Regions from separate parts of the Oryctolagus cuniculus genome. Here region 1 is linked to region 2. The links are chromatin contacts, called in public Micro-C maps. All regions are on one chromosome and are shown on one strand. The core of a region is the stretch at or near the end of the contact, and the rest is flanking DNA. Distances in the headings are between cores, read along the strand shown.

Region 1 (5,703 bases), core at 2,116-4,615, 150 kb after region 2:
AGGAGCAGGGTACTTTTTGAAGTTTTAGCTAACAAAATCCTGGTCACCTAGGAAAATGTAAATATGATTAGATACTCAACAATAAGGCCTAGATTTGTTTAATGCCTGTTGTGAAAAGAATTTGACTCTGTATCAGTTTCTTATTATAGTCACCACCTGGGGACAGAAAGAAGCTACAAACAAATTGCCATACATTTTGTGGCTCTATGTAACATAAATAAGACAAAATTTATCCACCTCAGTTTTATGATGTATTCTCCTTTATACATGGCCCTTTCACAAAACTACTGCTACAAGGTACCAAAAACATTTAATGAGAAACATAAAACACGTGCAGATAAGGTAGGAAAATATATATGTATTCAGAGTTACTAAGAGACGCCTCAGTTATCATCCTTATAATTTAGATGTCTTGACAGGGTTTTATTCCCAACTGTTTGTAGTAATATTGCTGCTACCCTGAAAATAAGCATTTTATCATTGGTAGATACATGAAGCTTGGATGGGGTAGTTATAGCATTGCCTCTGGGCTCCATTCAATTAAAATAAACCTGTTTCACAGGAAAGTATATCATGTTGCCTAAGTGAAATAGGAGTCTAAACTGAGCACAACTCAAAAGAAACACAGTTGATCTATTATTTGGGAAAAAAAGGGGGGGGTGTTTTTGACATCCTTATCTGACCTGTAGGAGGTCAGAGGTTACACAGGATTTCCTTATAGAAGAATGGTGGTTGCCTACAGGACATGTGACCAGAATTTAGAATATATATATATATATATTTTTTTTTTTTGGACAGGCAGAGTTAGACAGTGAGAGAGAGAGACAGAGAGAAAGATCTTCCTTTTTCCGTTGGTTCACCCCCCCAAATGGCTGCCACAGGCACGCTGTGCCGATCCGAAGCCAGGAGCCAAGTGTTTCCTCCTGGTCTCCCATGCGAGTGCAGGGCCAAATCACTTGGGCCATCCTCCACTGCCTTCCCCGGGCCACAGCAGAAAGCTGGAATGGAAGAGGAGCAACTGGGACAGAACCAGCACCCCAACCGGGACTAGAACCCAGAGTGCTGGCACCGCAGGCAGAGGATTAGCCTAGTGAGCCGTGGCGCCGGCGATATAATGTTCTTAATGCCATGTAAATTAATCAGGCCATACAAAGCTTCTCACAAGATCAGAAAAGCTCTTCTCTCCCCTCATTGCCTGTGAGCCATGCTTTCAATTACTGCTTTCTCAAAATCATTCACGAAACTACTGAAGACCATTAACAGGTTATTGGGAAGCCCAAAGTTACTGCCCAAGGACAGCAAAACATACTGGCTCTTTGTAAAACAGCCTGGAAAAGAACATGCAGAACATTGCCACTGGGTCGGTATTAAATGGTTTTCTTCTCAGAACGCAATGTGCAGTAGCTGTAATTTAGTTGTTAACAGAACATGCTATGCAGTCAGTCTTCAGGCCTCTGTGTTTCCTGTGGCATTTCTTCCCAGGGAGAGCCTTGGCACAGTCATGGTGTAGCCTCTTTCAAGTAATTAATTGCTCAGCTGCTCACCTTATTTTGCAAGGCAGCTTCTCTGCTGTCATTCAGAAATTATTTTATATTTGTTTTGTTTTATATTTTATATTTGTTTATCATTTAGTTTGCTAAGGTACACTCAAAATTTTAAAAAATATTTATCTATTTGAAAGATAGACAGATCTTCCATCCACTGATTTACTTCCAAAATGGCTACAGTCTCCAGGGCTGCACTAGGAGGAAGCCCAAGCATTGGAGCCATCATCTGCTTTCTTCCAGGGTGCATCAGCAGGAAGCTGGATGGGAAGAGGAGCAGCCATGACTCCAACCAGCACACTGATAGGGCATCCGGGTTTCCCAAGAAGTGGTTGAATCTGCTGCATCACAATACCTGCCCCCACAAATAAAGTGAGACAGGACACGTTTCTTCTAGAATTTCTATATATATCATAAGGGAATGCTTTCCAGTGATCATGTAACCTTATTTCCTACACCACTGTGCATCTTAATAAGATATCACACTTGTTTCAGTGTTGCCTTACTTTCCATGAGGCTTCATTCATTTATTCACGCAATGCATATTTACTGAATACAAGGGACTCTTTTAATTACTGAAGGTTTTTAAATGAACAAAACAGACAAAAATCCCCACCTTCAAAGTACTTACATTATTTTTAAGTTGTTGCAACTTTATGTTGACTCTTAAAATAAAACTCCTCAGGTGATAAAATCAAACTATTTGGCCCCTACCACCTTCATCCATACCTCCAAGTCATAGTTAGAGTCTAGAGGTAACATTTAGGAACCAGTGACTTTGTGTAATGTTCTAATCATTTTACAGAGCACCCATTTAGTCCCCAGAGTGATAAGAAGGTACTATTAAGATTCCTGTTACATAGGCAAGGAAAGAGAAAGAGAGATTTAGTTAAGAGGAAGACACAAGGTTAGATTTACTTTGGCTTCTTTAAAAAAATTTTTTTGACTTATTTATTTGCAAAGCAGAGAGAGACAGAGCTCTTTCATCCACTGATTCACTCACCAACTGGCCACAAGGCCGGGGGCTGGGCCAGGCTGAAGCTAGGAGTCTGGAACTCCATTCTGGTCTCCCAGGTGGCTTGCAGAGCCCCAAGTACCTGAGCCCTCAGCTGCTGCCTCCCAGGACAGGATGCATCCGCAGGAAGCCGGATCAGGAGCAGAGCAGCCTGGACACAAATACGGGACGCTGGAGCCCCACGCAACGTCCCAAGCCATGGGGCCCTTTGCTTTGACTCCTAAAGCCTTCCTATTCCAGGTGGCTCTTAGCACGTCTCAGATGACGGATGAACGAATGACCAAATGCACGGTTTTGAATTTCCATTCACTAACACCTTAAGTTATCTCCAGAAAAATCTAAGCATCTGCGGGGAGTGCAGTGAGAAGGGTGTCGGGAACTCAAGTGTTTTGTGGTGTTTTGAGTGAGTTTAGGTAGATGTTAAAGGCACACCCCACTCAGTCTCTGCTCCAGGGCCTCCGACTCCAGCTCTGCCTCTCAGAGTTAAGCTCATCAGCAGAGTGTTGAGGAGCTACCTCAGAACCCCTGGCAGCAGTATAGGCTGTCCTAAAGGTGAGGCTGACCCATAGAAGGGGTGAAACCAGCAGGAGGGGCTGCGCCCGCAAACCTCACATAGGATTCAGAAAGGTAGAGGGAACTGCTATGTGAGTTAAAACCTCCCTCAGTCTTAGTGGGGGTAAATGAACCACTCTTTTTTATTACCTCACAGCATGGCCCCAGGGTTCTATCCAGTTCTCTCAACCCTCTTCCGTTTTCCCGGGCCCTCTTTCAGCAGAGCACGTAGGCGCATGCGCAGAGAGTTCCCCAGCTTGGGGCCGCGGGAGACCGGGAGGCATCGATCGACTCGGCGCTGGGCTTCTCGACTTGTCGGCGCTCGATTGAGGAGTTTCATTGTCACTTCCGCCTTCGGCACCGTTTCCGGCTTCCGGTTGCTCGTGGGAACGGCGTAGTCCTCTGGTGAGTCGGATTCCCGTTTTCCTCGGTTTTGCGGTTCTTCACGCTGCTCAGCCCGAACAGTACGAGGCGCGAGGTGTGGTCGGGTGGCGTCTCGCCTTGGTTTTGTGGAGGGGTCGGTTTGAGACGAGGGAGCGGCCATGCAGGGGAGCTTAGCAGCGGCGCGCGTCTCTGGCGGGACTGGCGCGGTCCTTGGATCGCGGCGTGGCCCCGGGGCAGAGAGTCTGTGTCTGGAGAGGCAGGAAGCTGGCGCGTACAGAGTACGCCCGTTAATGCGAGGCGTGGGAGATTCCAGGTGGTTTCCTGCGGATCTGTTGTTTCTGTTTTGGCGGAGGGGAGAGGTGCGACACCAGGTGCCCTGCTCTGATTAGCCCAGCACCGAGCTTCTTGGTCTCTTGTTCTCCTCGCCTTCACTTTAATCTCTCTCGCTCCCTTCTCATGGTCAAAACTTGGCGACCCCCTGCTCCTCTTCCAGGTTTCGACTGGGGAAATGTCGAGTCTTTAAGAAACGTTTCTATTCATCTGCCACCTGCACAAGTACATCGGTCTATAGGCTCCTCCCTCGCTGTGTGTAAACACAGCAAGCAGTGTTTAGTACCTAATTATCTGTGGGCCATCCAGGGAAGTAAAGCAAGGTCACACTTGGCAACTTAAAAACCACGTGAAGTGTGGAAATCGTCCAGTGGGTTGCAAGGACGGAATTCCCAGGCCTTCTGATCAAGAGCTGTGTGACCTCAAGCGTGCTCCCTGACTTGTAACAGCCATGATATTAGCTCCTTTGGGGGCTTCTGATGCAAGAGCTGTGCTAGAACTTCGGGGGCTCTGGCCAGCCCCGCCCCCACCTCAGCCCCGTCTGACAGATGAAGACCTGAGAGATTAAGGTCTTTGCCAAGTCTGTTAGAGGTCATCCTGGAGTGAAGATGGCAGGTGGAAATTTATGCACAGTGATTGATAGATATGGAAGTGCTTTGTAAGTGCACCCAGGAACAAACTACATTGATGTTCTGTCTTAACGATTTGTTCTGGATTGTACACTTGGTAGTTTCTTTTTCATTTTTCTTTATGTCAAAATTTTTAAACCAGCTTACAAATACAAGTTACTTCATTAGGCAGATGGGAAGTAGCACAAGTGAAAGGAAAGTATAAAAATGTATTGAATACAATTTTATTAAACTCTGGCAAGCTGCTGTTGTTTCACTAAATTTTGAGCTTGAGAATTGTAAAAATGAGGGCTTGCGGTTTGCATCTGATGTAGCAGTTAAGATGTCTGCCCCATGTCAGAGTGCCTGGGCTTGAGTTCCGGCTCTCGCTCCTGACTCCGGCTTCCGCTAATGCAGACCTGAGAGACAGCAGTGGTGGCTCAAGTGATTGGGTTCTTGCACACACGTGGGACACCTGGATTGAGGAGCCTCTAGCTTCACTTGACCTCAGTCGAGCTGGGCCACAGCTGGGCATTTGGGACGTGAAGCAGAGCTTTGGAGCTCATTGTCTGCCTCTGGCTGTGTGTGCGTTTGCCTCTCAAACAGAAATACAGAGGAGGACTAGCTATTGCTGGAGAGAGAGTCTATGACCCAACTGACATTCTGACATAGCGATTGAAAGAAAACGGAAAAGCCAACAGCTTTCTGCTGTATTGATTTAATCACACCTGTTTGTAACAGTTTTTTTTTTTTTTTTTTATCCTCTCTTTAGGCTATTTGAACATTTTAACTCAGACATGGATATCAGACCAAATCATACAATTTATATTAATAATATGAATGACAAAATTAAAAAAGAAGGTAAGTGTTTTTAAAAATACTTATTGATAACTAAAATGTGTTTGTTTACTACCATCTTACAAAATTGTACTACACCCAAACTCATTTTTCTTACCTCCAGTAATAAATTTTTTTTTTTTTTTTTTTTTGACAGGCATAGTGGACAGTGAGAGAGAGAGAGACAGAGAGAAAGGTCTTCCTTTTGCCGTTGGTTCACCCTCCAATGGCCGCCGCGGCCGGCGCATCACGCTGATCCAATGGCAGGAGCCAGGAGCCAGGTGCTTTTCCTGGTCTCCCATGGGGTGCAGGGCCCAAGCACCTGGGCCATCCTCTACTGCACTCCCTGGCCACAGCAGAGGGCTGGCCTGGAAGAGGGGCAACCGGGACAGAATCTGGCTCCCTGACTGGGACTAGAACCCGGTGTGCCGGC
Region 2 (5,728 bases), core at 1,186-3,685:
TGGAGAAAGAACACACCAGCTTCAGTGGCCACTTTGCCAAAAGCTCAGTAGGGATTCTACTCTCTTCCCCTTTTTTCCTGTCCAACTTATTCTGCCCTCTCTCCATGCACTTAGGCTCAAGGCACTGAACTTGCAGCACCACTCCCAAAAGGCCTGATGGTTTCTGAGTCGTGCCAGTACGCAATCCCTCCCCCACCAGAGAGTGGGCTCCCGGAAGACACTCATCAGGCCACATTCTCCTTGCACCACAGAGAGCCTCCAGCACAATGCTGTGCATTTGGTAGGTGCCTGAGAAATGCTTTTAAGGGCCGGCATTGTGGCACACTGGGCTAAATGCTGACTGCAGTCCCAGCTGCTCCACTTCTGAACCAGCTCCCTGCTAATGCACCTGGTAAAGCTGTGGGAGACAGTCCAAGTGCTCAGGCCCCTGCCACCCACATGGGAAACCCCAGTAGAGTTCCAGGCTCCTGGCTTCTGCCAGGCCCAGCCCTAACCCCTTGTGGCCCTTTGGGGGTGAACCAGCTGATCGAAGAGCTCTGTGTGTGTCTCCCTTTCTCAGTAACTTTGCCTTTCAAACAAAATTTTAAAAAGATGTTTAAAAAATACTTTCAAAAGTTTACTCAATGCGATTTTCCACTATGTGTTCATATTATTCCACAAAAGAAAAGGAAGTTCTACAGACCTGTAAATCTATAATAAACATCTTCTTAAAGCATCTAAGTGATTTTGGGGTCTGTTTATCTTGTATGATTGAGTGTACATAGAAACAAAATTTTCCTTTAGAGCTTACAAAAAAGTCAAACTCCTTCCTTAGACAGTCTCAGAAACAACTTGAAAATCACAAAAGCACTGATTTCTAAAAGCAATGGTTTTCAAAGCTTACAAACTAGAGTAGGAAGCCCTTACTTAACAACAGAAACACAGACTCAGATGAGCCAAATCGGGTCCTGGAAATCTTGAGACTTTACGATCTTCTGATGACCCAATCAGCCAGCCATCAGAACCCCCGAACGCTGACGAATTGCTCTGACGAATGTAGAAAGGCCATTTGGGAGGTCACACGCCCAGCACTTTGGATGAGCAGCTCACACAAACACAAGGCTTTGTGCCAACTCCACCTATCAAGCCGGAGTCCGCTTCATTCTTTACAGTTAAACCGATTCAATAAATCAGTTTTTCAGGGCATGTACACTGGTTCTAAAGAGGTCATGGAAATGGAAGCACAGAGGACTTTTAGACGAATGAAGCGGCATCATTCCTAAAAGTGTCACTTTGCAGGGACAATCGTGGGTTAGGCCGCTGCCTGCAGTGCCGGCATCCCATATGGTCCCAGGTGGACTCCCAGCTGCTCCACTTCCCATCTAGCTCCCTGCTAATGCACCCACGTGGGAGACCCAGAAGAAGCTCCTGGCTTCAGCCTGGCCTGGCTCTGGATGCTTCGGTCATTTGGGGAGTGAACCAGGGGATGAAAGACCTGTGTCTCCCTCTCTCTCTCTCTCTCTGTAACTCTGCCTTTCAAACAAATAAATCTTTAAAAAAAAAAAAAAGTGTCACTTTGTAGGAATATAGAACAAGATTAACTTCTGTGTTCACAACGCTAGCCCTATTTTAACGTCAGCATATTTCACACACCTGTGAGGCCTCCCTGGCATTTTTTTTCCCCCTAGGTGCCAAAACTTTGAGCCTAAGTAATCCGCTGACCGGAAGTTAGGGCTGCACACGCAGGGGCCCCGTGTCACGTCTAAGCGGGCGATGGACAGTTCGAGAACTCTGGGCTGGCATCGGTGAGGGGCTCCCTGACAGCCCCGGGGCCCCCTCACGACGTCCCCCGTTTCGCACAGCTGTTTCGCATCTTCACGGACGAGACGCGTCCCTGCTTTTTAAAGACCGGACAAGCAAATGAAGGTAATGGGCTCCAGAGACTTGACAGGAACCTTCCCTTTGACCTCGTGAACTCCTGACGCCTCACTGTCCGCTCCGGGACAGCGCGAAAGCGACAGCAAGGCACGGAGTCCGCCAGGCCCGACAGGTTCCTGGCAGTGCCCCTTCAGCGCGGGGGTCAGCCCGTGACGTTAAATCCCGGCTGGCCCGGGAGCGGGAGCTCGCGATGGAGGCGTGGCGACCGGGACTGGGAGGCTGGAGGCCCCACTCACCTGCGATTCAAGGGCCGGACCCTCACGGCCACCTTGACAGATGCCATGGCTCATCCCGACCAGGCCCGCGCAGGGTCCCACCAGCCAGCGCCCCGCAGCTGCCGGCGACTCTTGCGACTTGTCCCGTGGCTCCCGCCCACTTCCGTCTCACACCCGCCCCCCTGCTCCCGGCCGGACCTGGAGTCCCGCGGCAGCCCCACCTGCTAGGCCACTGAGCATGCCCAGAACGGCTCCGGCCCGCGAGATCCAGCCGCCGGGATGTCGCGGCGTTCGGGGCGGGGCCGGGGCGTTGCTGAGAGGCGTGACCGGGCGGCACCTAAGGGGCGTGGTTGGTGTGGTGGGCGTGGCCGTGACGATGCTGAGAGGCGTGGTCGGGGCGGAGGGGCGTGACCGAGGCGGTGCTGAGAGGCGTGACCGGGGCCGAGGGGCGTGGCCCAGGCGGAGCAAAGGCGCGTGGCCGGGATCCCCGCCTGGGGTCCGGACTAGCGGCGTTTGAACGCCACGCCCGTAGGGCAGTGCTGGGGCACTCACCAAGGGCGGCCAGGGGTGCATGATCTCAGGAAACCTAAAACCCACGTTCTTCCCCCAGGAAAGCAGGACGTTGGGAACAGAGCCAGGACCACAGTCATGAGATGGGCTTCCCATGAACAGTTTTTCAGCCCTTAGCCTGGACCTGGTTTGGCCCAAGCGCATCCATTTCACAGAGGAGGAAACTGAGACCCCGGAGTGGATCGGAAGCTGGCAGTGCTGACCTCCGCTACTCTGCAGAGGAGGCCCTAGCGTGTGCGTTGGACCCTGTGAGTCAGGCTCCCGGGGCACTGGACGGTTTACACCAGAAGGAACGCTCTTAACGCTGGCTGAAATCAGACCTGGCCCCTTGGCTTCCAGTGCCCATCACCAGGGAGCTCCCACTTCGCTCCCCCGCCTCCCAAACCTGAGCTCACACCAGAAGCTGCCCTGCTGTGGCCCACGAGTGACTGGGGGTCACTTTAACCTCGGTCTTCCTCCTGCTGTGCCTGTCACCCTCACTCAGCACTCCGCCCAGGCCGGCCAGCCCCGGGGCCCCTGCCCCGCCTGCCTCAAGACCCCTCCTGGTACACTGCCGCACCCCCAAGGCCGGCGTCTGTGAGCTGTGGGTCACCTCGGCTTCCACGCCCGCAATGGGGTCACCAGGGGTTGTCCTGATCCTTTGCACGCCGGGGGCAGCGGGGAGCCGGCCTGCAGCGGGCAGAAGCCCTCTCCAGGAAATCCGGCCACTGCCTGGGGGCCTAGTTTTGAGCCCCCGGCCCACCACGCACTTGGTGGGTCCCCCCAGCTTCCACCTCATCTGCACTTCAGGATCAACTCCGTGGAGTAGGCTTAAGTCTACAAACACGAAACCCACGCACACAAGGGACTCCCCGTTCACAGCATCCCCTGCGTCCCCGGATCCCCCCTATCTGCCCCCAATCCTCCCACTCCTCGGCCAGCGCGGAGCTGAGTGCGGATTCGACCACCCGCAGGCGGGAAAACCCGGAGTGAGGCAATAGGAGCCAGCCAGGGAGCCGGGCATGCGCAGTAGGAAAAGCCGCGAGGGAACCCGCGCGGCGCCCCGACAGCGCCGAGAAGGGGGCGGGATCCGCCTTCTACGGGAGCTGCGTGGGGACAAACTGCGCGAGCCGCCTTCCCGCGGGGACGCGGCCGCGGGGCGCCAGGCCAGAAACGTTCGGGACCACCGCACGTAGGAGGCGCTGGGCCTGCGCGCGCACCCCAGAGGCCTGCACCCGGACTCGGCCCGCCTAGTTCTTAGGGATAACAGCGTTCAACTGGTCGGGGAGAATCTAGGATTTTCCTTGGCGGGTTGCTTAGGAGGGTTCATTCATTGCTTCTTACTTATTTGCGACAGCCCACACGTGTTTGTAAACCATCGCACCGTGCCGGGGAGGGAACGTGCGCTTAGTACCTCTTTTGTTAGGATAGATTCTAAGATGATGCACAGGGTTGCCCACCCTGTGCGTGCTTTAGAGTGCACGTTTATGCACCCCTGGGGTTCCCATTCGCTGGGGCTGGGGCGAAGCCAGCCAGAGACGCCGTACTCTCCACCAGCTCCGGTTGTGTCCCGGCCGCCCACCCGCGAGAATTCAAAAACGCCCGCAGGGGCTTGGAGCCATGCGCCAAGGGCCAGGGGCAGAGAATCCAGGAGTCTGTGCCATTGACCTGCCACAAGGGCCGAAGCTTAGCGATTTAAAATAGAGCCACTGTTGGTTTCTCACGGTTGTGTGAATTGCTGGTCTCACCTGGGCTATGCACCGTCTTCAAAAAGTTTATTTTTAATATTATTATTTATATAAGGTGAACAAATTCCATGTTTCACATATACAGACTTAGGAGCATGGTGATGCTTCCCACCCTGCCTTCCCTCCTCTTTTTTCTTTCTTTTAATTTTTACAATGACATACCTTCAGTATATTTTATAATCATTAGCTTAACCCTCCACTAAACAAAGAATTCAACAAGTAGTAAGAAGAAAAAACCAGTTCCTCAACAGTAGAAACTATGCTGTAAATAATAATCAAATCTCAAAATGTCAGTTTCGCTCATATACATGACTTTTTAAATATTAATTTATTTGAAAAGGTTAGAGAAGGAGAGACAGAGAGGTCTTCCATCTGATGGTTCACTCTCCAAATGGCCTCAGTGACCAGGGCTGGGCCAGGCTGCAGCCAGGAGTTAGGAGCCAGGAGCTTTGTCCAGGTCTCCCAAATGGGTGGCAGGGGCCCAAGGACTTGGGCCATCTTCTACTGATTTCCCAGGCCTTAGCAGGGAGCTGGATGGAAGTGGAGCAGCCGGGACTTGCATATGGGATGCAAGAATTGCAGGCAGCAGCTTTACCCGCTACCCCACAGTGCCAGCCCCTATACATTACATTAAAAAAAAAAAAATTAGACCAGGGCCGGTGCTGTGCCATAGCTGGTAAAGCCACTGCCTGCAGTGCCAGCACCCCATATAGACACATGTTGAAGTCCTGGCTACTCCTCTTCCGATCCAGCTCTCTGCTATGTCCAGGGAAAGCAGTAGAAGATGGCCCAAGTCCTTGGGCCCTTGCATCTGTGTGAGAGACCCAGAAGAAGCACCTGGCTCCTGGCTTCAGATTGGCGCAGCTCCGGCTGTTGCTGCCATCTGGGGAATAAACCATCAGATGGAAGATCTCTCTCTCTTTCTCTCTCTCTCTCGCTCTCGCTCTCTCGCTCTCCCTCTCTCTCTCTCTCCCTCACTCCCTCTCTCCCTCACTCCCTCTCTCCCTCTCTTTCTCTCTCTGTGTAACTCTGACTTTCAAATAAATAAATAAATCTTAAAAAAAAAAATAGACCAAGTTTCTTCGTGTGGCCAGATAGCTTTCCACGGGACACGCCCAGTGCTCAAGAAGTGGGGGGATGTAGTGTTGCTGACATCCCATTGGCCAAAGTCCATCACATGGCCAAACCCAGGGTCCTTTAGGAGGGGGCACCCATCTGGAAGGGGAGGGTACTCAAAATAAAAAATCACATCTTGAACAGCCCCTAAATAAAATGTATTAGATTTAGTAACACCTGAAC

What was found. A called contact is a pair of places that touch in the nucleus more often than the background predicts.
Region 1: a contact with region 2 is called in a Micro-C map of ear pinna, with 3 times the contacts expected there. The contact joins the promoter of SNRPB2 here to the promoter of KIF16B in region 2. A contact is called at or near these places in 3 of 6 Hi-C or Micro-C datasets (ear pinna, psoas muscle and an unstated tissue).

Annotation. Positions count from the first base shown.
Region 1 is chr11:41,758,335-41,764,037 of mOryCun1.1, forward strand. SNRPB2 (small nuclear ribonucleoprotein polypeptide B2) reads left to right here and starts at 3,366. Exons shown (of 7, transcript XM_002710962.5): 1 at 3,366-3,516; 2 at 5,206-5,294. The coding sequence starts at 5,231. LOC127490994 (a long non-coding RNA gene) reads right to left here and starts at 3,396. Exons shown (of 3, transcript XR_007919415.2): 1 at 3,262-3,396; 2 at 2,548-2,710.
Region 2 is chr11:41,613,455-41,619,182 of mOryCun1.1, forward strand. KIF16B (kinesin family member 16B) reads right to left here and starts at 2,436. Exons shown (of 27, transcript XM_070052111.1): 1 at 2,154-2,436. The coding sequence starts at 2,200. It overlaps LOC138844335 (a long non-coding RNA gene), which reads left to right and starts at 1,774. Exons shown (of 4, transcript XR_011380017.1): 1 at 1,774-1,905.